Linked DNA regions of Mus musculus: region 2 is linked to region 1. Evidence: chromatin contacts called from public promoter capture Hi-C data. All regions are on one chromosome and are shown on one strand. The core of a region is the stretch at or near the end of the contact, and the rest is flanking DNA. Distances in the headings are between cores, read along the strand shown. Region 1 holds the start of Popdc3 (popeye domain containing 3). Region 2 holds the start of Hace1 (HECT domain and ankyrin repeat containing, E3 ubiquitin protein ligase 1).

Region 1 (5,110 bases), core at 1,486-3,985:
GAATGCAGGAAGAGTCCAGCTAAGACACAGCCACAAGGACACACCACCGGTGACAGTCCTACTAGGCCAATCTCCTACCATTACCACCTCCCAATAATGTCACCAGCAAACCCATCCAGGAATGAACATTAGGTCAGAGCTCTCAAGACCCAGGAGAGTGGCATCACTGGCACATTCAGAGGTTGGCTTTTTCCTGCCCTTCCTTATTCAGCCAACTTGACAAAAAAAAAAAAAAAAAAAAAAAAAACAAAAACAAAAACAAAACAAAAAAACAAACAAACAAACAACAAAAAAAAAAAAAACGGACCCTTCTAAGAACTTGTATTAGAGAGTATCTGCTCTCAGGTCCCAGAGACTCCCCTATAAGCTCAGGAAGTTGCTGGTTCTCTCCTGACAGTATTCCACACCCCTTTCCTTGATAGTCCTATCCTGGCCAATCTCAGTGTGACAGCCTCAGGGGGTTATTTCTGTTAAAGAACACAAAGTAACAAGTCACTGTAGATCTGTGTGAATTAGCCCTGGATCCTCCTGGCTGGAGGGGGAGTCCCTAGGCTGGAGAAGGAGTCCCTGGGCTGGAGAAGGACTCCCTGGGCTGGAGGAGGACTCTCCACAGTTATACTGCAGGAGATTTAACCCATCTCCTGGCTGGAGGAGGACTCCCTGGGCTGGAGGAGGACTCCCTGGGCTGGAGGAGGCCTCCCCATGGTTATACTGTAGGTGATTTAACCCATCTCCTGGCTGGAGGAGGACTCCCTGGGCTGGAGGAGGACTCTCCATGGTTGTACTCCAGGTGATTTAATCCATCAAGTTCTAGTTATTTATTTTAGTTAATACCAATAATAATTTTTCCATTAACATATTTTACCCAATTTCTATACTTAGATAAAGGAGGATTTTTCCCTCTTTCCTTTAAAAAATGTAATTAGTAATTTAATATGTTCCTCTTTTCCACAGGTAAATTCAATCAAACTCTGTATCACTCATAACCCTAGCTGAACAGTATAATTACAAAAAAAAAAAAAAAAACCCTCAACAGGTTTGCATATCCATCATAGACATTTTCCAAAGCAGTTTTGAAATCTGCTTTGTTACACATCATAGCGAATGCTTCCAGATTCTCCTGGTCAGAAAGAGCAGACAGAGGGGCTGTAGCTGTCCACGTGAGCCTTGAAGATTGTACTCTGGGATCTTGGCTTCCTGTGACATCAACAGCATAGAACGAACGAAAGCATTCTCAAGCACAGGCTACACAATGATTCAGCTATTTTGAAAAACTAATTGGATTAATAAGCTTAACTATTGAATGCCTCCTGTTTAACCATAAAGTTTTGACAACAGAGAATGCTTTAGATTTCAGTTTGGCTTAGTATCTCAAACTATTGAAGACCACACACAGATTTTCCAGGACAGAAGAACCTCGGGTTATTTGGAAACTGGAACCAATTAATCCCTTTATTTTTGCAAATGGGGAAACTGAGGTCCATTTTTTTTGTTTGTGTCTATAGCTCTGTTGCTGTTGTTTTCTACCATGAAGGACAACACCTAATTACTGTACTAGCTTAGAATAAATATTTCGTGCAATAGATTTTAGAATTAAAAAATGAGCAGGGAAACAAAATAGTCACAAAAGGCAACAACAACAGGCACCAATAATACTTTTTCCAAGGCTGTCACTAAGTTTAATTGCACTTTTGCAAGCGTGCAAATTGAAACAGAAACATCAGGAGGGTGGGTAATTTTGTTATTTTTGATTCAATTTTCTTTTAAAAGTGGGATTCTAAACCTACTTTCCATTAATTTATTAAATGTTTATCCTTTTAGTATTTTTTTCTTTTTCTTTTTTTCTTTTTCACTTTCCCCAGATGTTACCTGGCTGAAATTTCTCCCCCTCGATCTTTGTACTGCATTTTGACACTGTCTTTGATCCTTTCCTACAATACAGACTCTCAAAACTAAACCGCTAAAACCAATCTTGATGATGAGATGACATGTGGGGTGTATAAATGTCGTTCTTTCTCTGGCAAGGGGATCTCCAAGTACAGAAAGCAGGTCAGAGTCTAGCTGCCCTTTGACCCCAGCACCTACCACACGCCCTAACTGCACAGACCCCAGTTGGGGTCTTAGTCTTGGAAAGGAAAGTGTTACAGGGCATGACTCGCCCATGGTGAAACGCACACCTGCCAGGGCCCCAGGATCTGCTTTTCCTCTCGAAATATTTTCCTTGGGGCACCAGGTGCCTAGGGCGCCGCGAAGGTTCTGGAGCACTGGTCTGGCAGCTTCGTTGGGGGGAGGACCGCTCGCTCTCCCGCGATCCCTAGGGGAGCTGCAAGCCACGCGGCGCGCACCGGGCTCCAGGGCGCGCACAGAGGGGACGCGCAACGGGGGTCTGAGCCTTTCCCCGTTCCCGGTCCGGGCAGCCCTGCGAAGTTGCTGGGCTGCCACTCCCGCGCGGCTCTCAGCTTACCTTCCCGGCCTTCACGACGCTCCCGATGGAGCCCGTAGAACTTTCCAGCCGAGTGAGCAGTGGCAGGCGGCTCTGGTGACTCGAAAACCCACGGTCCGAACCGCTCTCGCCCCGCTGCCCGCCCGCACCCGCCGGGATCCCGGACGCGTCCTCCCGCGCCCGCTCAAGCAGGGCGCAGCCGATCAGAGCCGCTCCCAGCGGCGGGGACGGGCTCGGGCGCGCGCTCCGAGGCAGGCGGGCAGCCAGCGGGTGCCAGCAGGGTGCGGAACTCGCGAGGCTCTAAGTTGGTAAAGACTCATGGTAACCAGTCTTCGGCCCAGACCCTGGGCTACCCTTGGTGGAGAGTGATGGAGGTGAGCACCAGCACGGGAAGCAACTATCTGCCTTCTCACCCGGCCACAGACAAGAAAAATCACCAGAGAGGTGTGGGATATATATGTGTACTGGGCAGAAAAGGGGCAGTGTTTATTTGTGAGTAAATAGGTTGGTTAAAGGGGGAAAAAAAAGATAAAGGACATAGATCATAAAAGACAAAACACAAATGCCACATAAGTTCAAATAATAGGAAAAAGGGGGGGAGGGGCAATTTAAAGCAAGTGTCACATGCATTTTTGCCTCTATGAGGTTTTTATTTTCTTCAGTAGACCAAACTACGTGGTAACTGTGAATAAATACGGGCATGACCTTTCCAAGTCGTGTTTGAGGAGGTTTTTACTGTAGATACTAGCGGGAGTATAGCCCGAGGCATCTGAAAGAGTCTAGAACAGGGAGAGTTTGTAGAACACTGAATATGAGCCACAGACTGAACCAGGCCATGCGAAGGTGGCACATGGGGTGGGGGTGAGGAAGAGAAGAAGAGAAGACAGAGAAGACGTAGATAAAGATCGCGGAGAGCTAAAAGCCAAGAGAAGGAACGACCAAAATGTCAGGATCCTGTAGGAACACGCAGCTGGGCGAAGGAAAGCAGGGGTAAAGAAGTTTAGGGTGGAGGGTGGGGTGAGAAGAGCTGAGACTAGCCAGGATGCTAGCAGGTACTTGCAAGGTGGAGACAGTGCTTTGATATGCTAATAGCACCGCAGTTAACTCTGAGTTTCCTTTGGACCTGACCAAAGGAGGAAAAATGAGACACACAACTTAAAGATTTCAGTGCCATCCTTTTTGCTGATTTTCATTTTATATAACCATTCTGGTAGAGATGACTCCAAGAAGGACATTTTTTTTTCTCGTGTTTTTTATTTGTTTTATTAGGTAATTTATTTTATTAGTTAGTTAATTTGTTTATTTGTTTGTTTGTTTGATTGATTTAGTAGTTACTTTGTTTGTTTGTTTGTTTGCTTGCTTTCTTGTTTTGAGACTGGGTCCCTCCACACAGCCCTGGCTGTTCTGAAACTCACTATATGGTTTAGACTGGCCACAAACTCAAAGGGATCCACCTGCCTCTGCCTCTCTGCCTCTGCCTCTCTGCCTCTGCCTCTGCCTCTGCCTCTGCCTCTGCCTCTGCCTCTGCCTCTGCCTCTGCCTCTGCCTCTGCCTCTGCCTCTGCCTCTGCCTCTGCCTCTGCCTCTGCCTCTGCCTCTGCCTCTGCCTCTGCCTCTGCCTCTGCCTCTGCCTCTGCCTCTGCCTCTGCCTCTGCCTCTGCCTCTGCCTCTGCCTCTGCCTCTGCCTCTGCCTCCCCAGTGCTGGGATTCAAGGAGTGTACATCACACTCAGCTCATTTTTCTAGTTTTAAAAACATGTATTATCACTGTTTATGTGTCTGCTGTGCAGAGGGGACTGGAGGACAGAGGACAACTTTGTGTAAGAGGTTCCTCTTATTCCACCTTTTCATGGGTTCTGCGGATCCAACGTGGATCATCAAGCTTGGCCATCTGGGCCAATCTGGGCCATCTTTTTGGTCCCCATGACAAACATTATTTATTGAGTAATCGGAATCCGTTTTAAGCCTCAGAACGACCACGAAACCAAGACTAGAGATGACAAGAACAAAGGCCAAGCATCCCAGTTTCTGTACCATGGACGGCTGGAAACCATTTGACTTCCCGGCCTTTGTTCCCACTCACCACTTTGGAATTTGCTCCAGTGTTCAAATTTATCTGGAGAAAAGAAAGAAGGCTAGAGAAGTAAGAAAGCCATGAAAGTTTATGTCAGATGCATTCTGGATTTGTGCTCGATTGTATGAGCGTCCTGTGTTTGAAATTGCTGGGATTATATTCATAATGTTAAGTTTGAAAGCTTAGAAGCAATAAAGTTATGCTGTGTGACAGATTCTGGTGGCTACTATGTTCTATGTTTCTTCTGGAGTGCAGGTGGGACCTGCTGTTAGAATAAGCGGCACAATCCTGGAGGTCCACCACGCTGCCGGACTCCCGTAGGAAGTTTTATTGGTAGAGGAGCCTCCAAGGGGATGAGAGGGAAAAAGAGAAAAGGGGGCTGTGGCTTGGAGTACAGGTCTTTTGTTTGTTTGTTTGTTTGTTTGTTTTTCAAGACAGGGTTTCTCTGTGTAGTCCTGGCTGTTCTGGAACTCACTCTGTAGACCAGGCTGGCCTTGATCTCAGAAATCTGCCTGCCTCTGCCTCCCAAGTGCTGGGTGCACCAAGAGTACAGGTCTTTTACCTGGACCGTGACGCATGCGCAAAAGGATGTACA
Region 2 (5,110 bases), core at 1,103-3,602, 290 kb before region 1:
CAGTTCTCTCTTTCTGTCTCTACATGAGGTCTAGGGATCAAAGTCAGGTAGCCAGGTCTGGGGAGGCCCCTTAACACACTGACCCCGTTCATCAGCTTCTCTGTTCAGCCTTAAAGTGCAACCACAATAATTTGTATTTTTAGAATTCACTGAACATGATGATCTACCTGAAAGAGCCAAACTAAGAGAATTCAAAGATTCATCAAAACAATGGTAAATTCAAAGAACAAAATGAACAAATTCACTGTAATCAAATGAAGATGTGTAATCAAAGAGATGTGAGCAATATGCCATTTTTTGCCTAGCAACAAGAGGAAACACTTTATTTTTAATTGTAATATTTAAGTCTCCAAGCACTCAGACTGCTGACCAGAACTTCCCAAAGACTAGGTTAAGAAACTGATAATTAAGGTCTTTTAAATGTCGGCTGTATAATTAAATCCTGCTCATCTTCTAGGAACAAACCCTAAGGAAACAGAAGACTAAGCCTTAAGGACAAAGCTGTTCTTTTAAAATCAGTAAAAACATTAAAATGTTAAAAAGCAAGTTTTTGTTTCATTCATCCTACCAAGTCCTGCCAAATCATTAACTACATTTATGGATACACATCCACGATGTTTTCTAAACACAAAACAAGACACTGTATGAAAAATGTTAGGTAAAAATGCAAAAAGATTGTTTACTATTGTGAATAGAATGACAGATTTTTCTTTATTTTTATTATCAAATCTTTCTATAATTAAAATATACAAAATATATAAATATATTTAAATATAAAATGTTTAAAACCAGGAAATATTATCAAAGCCTTTTATATCATATTTATGCAAAATGCCGGATATAAGTTAACAATACAAATAGCAATGTTAATAACCTACGCACACAGCCCTCATCAGCTGTTACCAATAGATAGCATGACATCAGGAAATATGTGAAAGCAGCCCCTAGTGAAAAGATTCACAGAGGAAATAAAGAAAAAGTTGAAGCTGACGTTTACTTCCTAAAACTAGATTGTTCTAAATTGTTTCAGTCTAGGAAAGTAACAAATTAATATATATATATATATATATATATATATATACTCAGAAACAGTTGCCACAAATTTTCTCTACTCAGAATCATAAAGAATAAAACTTTTCAAAAAAAAAAAAAAAAGTATCCCCAAACTCACAAACTCCACATTTCTTTTCATCACTCTCCTTAGCTAACTAAAACGAAGTTGGTGGGGGGGCGGGGGGGGAGGTGGAATAAAGCAAACTGAGCAGAGCAAGGTAGGCGAATGCCTAGAATCCAAATTCTTGGAAGGCTGAGGCAGGAGGCTCTAAAGTTTGCAGCCAGCCTGGGTTACAAACCTGACTGCCTTGTCTCACCGCCACTAAAATTAGTCTGACTTCACAAGGCATCAAACAACGCCCCCAGCCCCGCCCCACCTCCTCTATTTGGAGTTTGCCAAAGCAAAAGTTCGAAACAGAGCTTTTATTCCGGTGTGAATTCACACACACACACACACACACACACACACACACAGAGTTCTCACCCAGCCCACAATTCACACACACACACACACACACACACACACACAGAGTTCTCACCCAGCCCACTCAACCCAAGTCTGCAGGACTAAACGATGGAGGCAGGCAAGCTACAGCAGGAATGCCTGCTACACCAACAGAGCTGCACAAACACACCTGTCTGGTGGCTGCCAACCTTTGTCTAGTGCCAAAACCGAGGCGCCCCGCATTTCAAATAAATCCTAGCCCGCCTACCTCACTCTGTAGCTTAAGCAAACCCAGCACGTCCCCAGCCCGAGCCCGTGCGAGGCGCCACCGCACCCTTTCCCAGTGCGGGGCCCGGACCCCGCGGAACGCATTTCCGCTCGGACCGAACCCCACCGGACAGCCCGTCCCCGTCCCCGGTCCCCGTCCCCGCCCCAGCCCCAGCCCCCGCCGGCCGCGCCCCCGCGCCTCCCGCCGACTCCCCCCGCCCGCCAGCCTCGGAAAAGTGCAGCGCGCGTTCTCCGGGCGCCTCACCCTCGGGCAGCTCCACGGTGCGCGCGCGGCGCAGCGAGCGCGTCAGACGGTTGAGCTGCTCCATCGCTCTCTCCATCCTCGGCGCGGCCTCCGCGAAGCCCCCGCCGCGCCCGCGGCCTCCGCGACCCGCGCCCTACATCCCCGCACAGGCCGGGAGAAGGAGCGAGCTCGCTGCGGCCGGCGCCCAGGAACGCTAGGATGCTAAGCCGAGTCAGTCCGCCGCACCGACGGCTGCCAACCAGACCGCGCTGGGGTGGGCACCAGCCGCCGCCTCCGCTCGCTCGCGCCTTTCCTGCCGCGGCCCCGCTTCCCTCCTGGGCTCGCGAAGCCTTCTGGGAACTGTAGTTTCGAGCTGGCTGGGCCGCACTCCCCGACGGAGCCACGCCTCTATGGCATCTATGTGGTGATCTGTAGGTTAGACTGAGCAATTTGTGGAAATACTTTGTGGGCTTTCACGCGCCCTCACGTTCTTCCCTCCAAAGTTGTATAAGAGCATCCTCCCTCGGTTCTAACACACCCCAGTAAAGCAGATTAGAGAATTTCAGTTATTCCTAAATTCATCACCACCAAGCTAAAACAGATGTACTTTTCTATAAACAAATGCCTTAACTATCCTGCTTACAAATTAAATTTTGAACAGTAATAAAACTCAAGTTCGAAAGCAAAATTGTAGGTTTTTTTTTCCTTTATTGTGACTTAACAATGCCTTGTTTCTCTTGCTGAGTACATTTCTAAGAACAAGGACACAGCTCTATCGTATGCCCCGTCATATATATCCCTGTACTTAGCACAGAAAATGATGCCAACTCCAAACTTTGAGGAAAATCTAAGTGACAAACAGGAAAAACAAATGTTAATTTGGTAAAATGCAATCTCAGTTCCCATGACAGGCCCCAGTGGGCGAATCAAAGACTTCAAAGCTGGGCATGATAATACATACAGGTTATTCCCAGCACTCAAGAAGCAGAGGCAGATGGGTCCTGAGTTTGAGGTTAGCCAGCACACACAATGGAGCCCCGTTTTAAGATGATGGAGGTATGAGCTTTGAGCCTACTACATGTAGCCCAGGCTAGCTTTGCATTTGATGTGTAGCTAAAATGACTACATTCTTTGTCTCTACCTCCCCAGGGCTAGGATCTGTACTGCAGCCCTGAAGGGAAAGACTTCCCCTTCACAAGTGTTACAGCTCTGCTCCGGGCTGCAGGAGGGGGGAGTTTTCCCAATACAAGTGTAACAGCTCTCTGCTCCAGGAGAGGATGCTCCAGTGAAAGGGTTACATCTTTACTAGAGAGGGATCCTGGCAATCCAGAGCCAAAGAATACCACAAAGTCACATCACACACAAGACCTCACACAAGAGGTTTAGTAGAAAGGCAAAACCCAAGAGAGTGGCTGCCACTGCTCCGATGAAAAGCAGCAGGGAACTGAGCAGAAGGCAGGGCTTATATAGGCTTATATATTTATCTTATATAGGATTGTTGGGGCTTGGAGGTGGAGCTTTCCAAGCCAAGCTTGGGTGAGCGCAGGGGTTGGTGGGTTTTGCTCTTCAGAGATTAGTGGGTTTTCTTGTTCAGGGACTGGTGGGTTTTCTTAACCCTTTTGTCCCACACTCACTACCACACCTGGTAGACACAAAACCTCAATTATGACAAAAATGGTTTAATAAAATTTAAGTTGGAATTAGAACAATGGCTCTACAGCTAAAAGCACTGGCTACTTTTCCAGATAACCAGATTTGCTTTCCACATAGTAGCACAGGGCCATCTGTAATGCCAGTTCCAGGAGATCTGATGCTCTACTCTGGCCTCCAGGCACTGCATACAAATGGTGCACAGACATATAAGCAGGCAAACACATAAAAACTTAAAATATATATTTTTTTTCAGGGACTGGAAAGGTGGGTCAGAGGTAAAAAGCATGTTCTACTCTTGCAAAGTTTGGTCCCCAGCACCCACCTGGTACCCCACCTGGTACCCCAAATCTAATATAGTCCAGCTCTAGGGAATCAAACATACTTTGGTGTCCATACCCATGCAGAGAACACAGAATCAAGAATAAAATATCTGGGCCTGGAGAGATGGCTCAGTGGTTAAAAGCACTGAATGCTCTTCCGAAGGTCCTGAGTTCAAATCCCAGCAACCACATGGTGGCTCACGCCATCTGTAATGAGACCTCGTGCCCTCTTCTGGTGTGTCTGAAGACAGCTACAGTGTACTTATAAATAAATAAATCATTTTTTAATTATCTTTTTAAAATAGTTTAAGGGGCTGAAGAGCTGGCTCAGCAATCAAGAGCACTGGTGCTTGCTATTGCAGAGGACCCAGGTTTGCTCTCCAAAGCCCACCTAGTGACTTAACTGTCCTTAGTCTAGTTCCGGACACTCAGATGATCTCCTCTGGCTTCTGCAGGCATTGCATGCACATTGTACACTTACCAGCAAACAGAGCACTCACCCATACAATAAAAGTAATAAATCAAGACTTCAAACAGGCAAACATTTAAAAATCTGAAGTGTGAATCAATCCAATCTGTGGTGAACATAAGAATGACGACTGAAAATGAAAAATTAAGGGAGGAGGCCTCTCTCGTCTATCATCACCAGCGCTGAGAGATGCTGGAGTGCGTGAGGAACAAAGGAATGGAGATTCTCACCTTGTCTCTCAAAGAGGCAAAGCTTCCCTTGCAGTGAGTTCATCAGTGTAAGAACAAATCTTGCCTGATCACCTCCTTTTTAGAAAGAGATACTCTCTGACCTTTGTGCAGAGTCTAAAGAGGAAGAGGGTGGCTGGCATTGGTGTCCCTTCCCAGGGAGGTTCTAATCAATTCCAGCCTACATGTGACAGTCACTTGTGCTACAGGCTCAAGGCAGAGCTTCATCATCTTTACTTAACCAGTTAGTTTGGATGAGACCCAAACCTGTCTGGCAGGTTTAGAAAACCCAAAGCTTCAAAGGAAGGACAAAGGCAATAGGCCAACCAAGGTGGTGCTCAAACTTTGCAACCTGGTATCAAGTGAGAATGTTCTGGCTCTGTGTCCTCCTTAAAACATCCAACATGTCAGCTTCCTGTGGTGCGTTCATTA

What was found. Promoter capture Hi-C pulls out the DNA fragments that hold promoters and counts their contacts.
Region 2: a promoter capture Hi-C map of cranial neural crest shows a contact between it and region 1. The contact joins the promoter of Hace1 here to the promoter of Popdc3 in region 1.

The regions. Positions count from the first base shown.
Region 1 is chr10:45,286,930-45,292,039 of GRCm38.p6, reverse strand. Popdc3 (popeye domain containing 3) reads right to left here and starts at 2,735. Exons shown (of 4, transcript NM_024286.1): 1 at 2,465-2,735. Gm15934 (predicted gene 15934) reads left to right here and starts at 2,624. Exons shown (of 2, transcript NR_155869.1): 1 at 2,624-2,817; 2 at 4,407-4,729.
Region 2 is chr10:45,575,071-45,580,180 of GRCm38.p6, reverse strand. Hace1 (HECT domain and ankyrin repeat containing, E3 ubiquitin protein ligase 1) reads right to left here and starts at 2,352. Exons shown (of 24, transcript NM_172473.3): 1 at 2,031-2,352. The coding sequence starts at 2,106.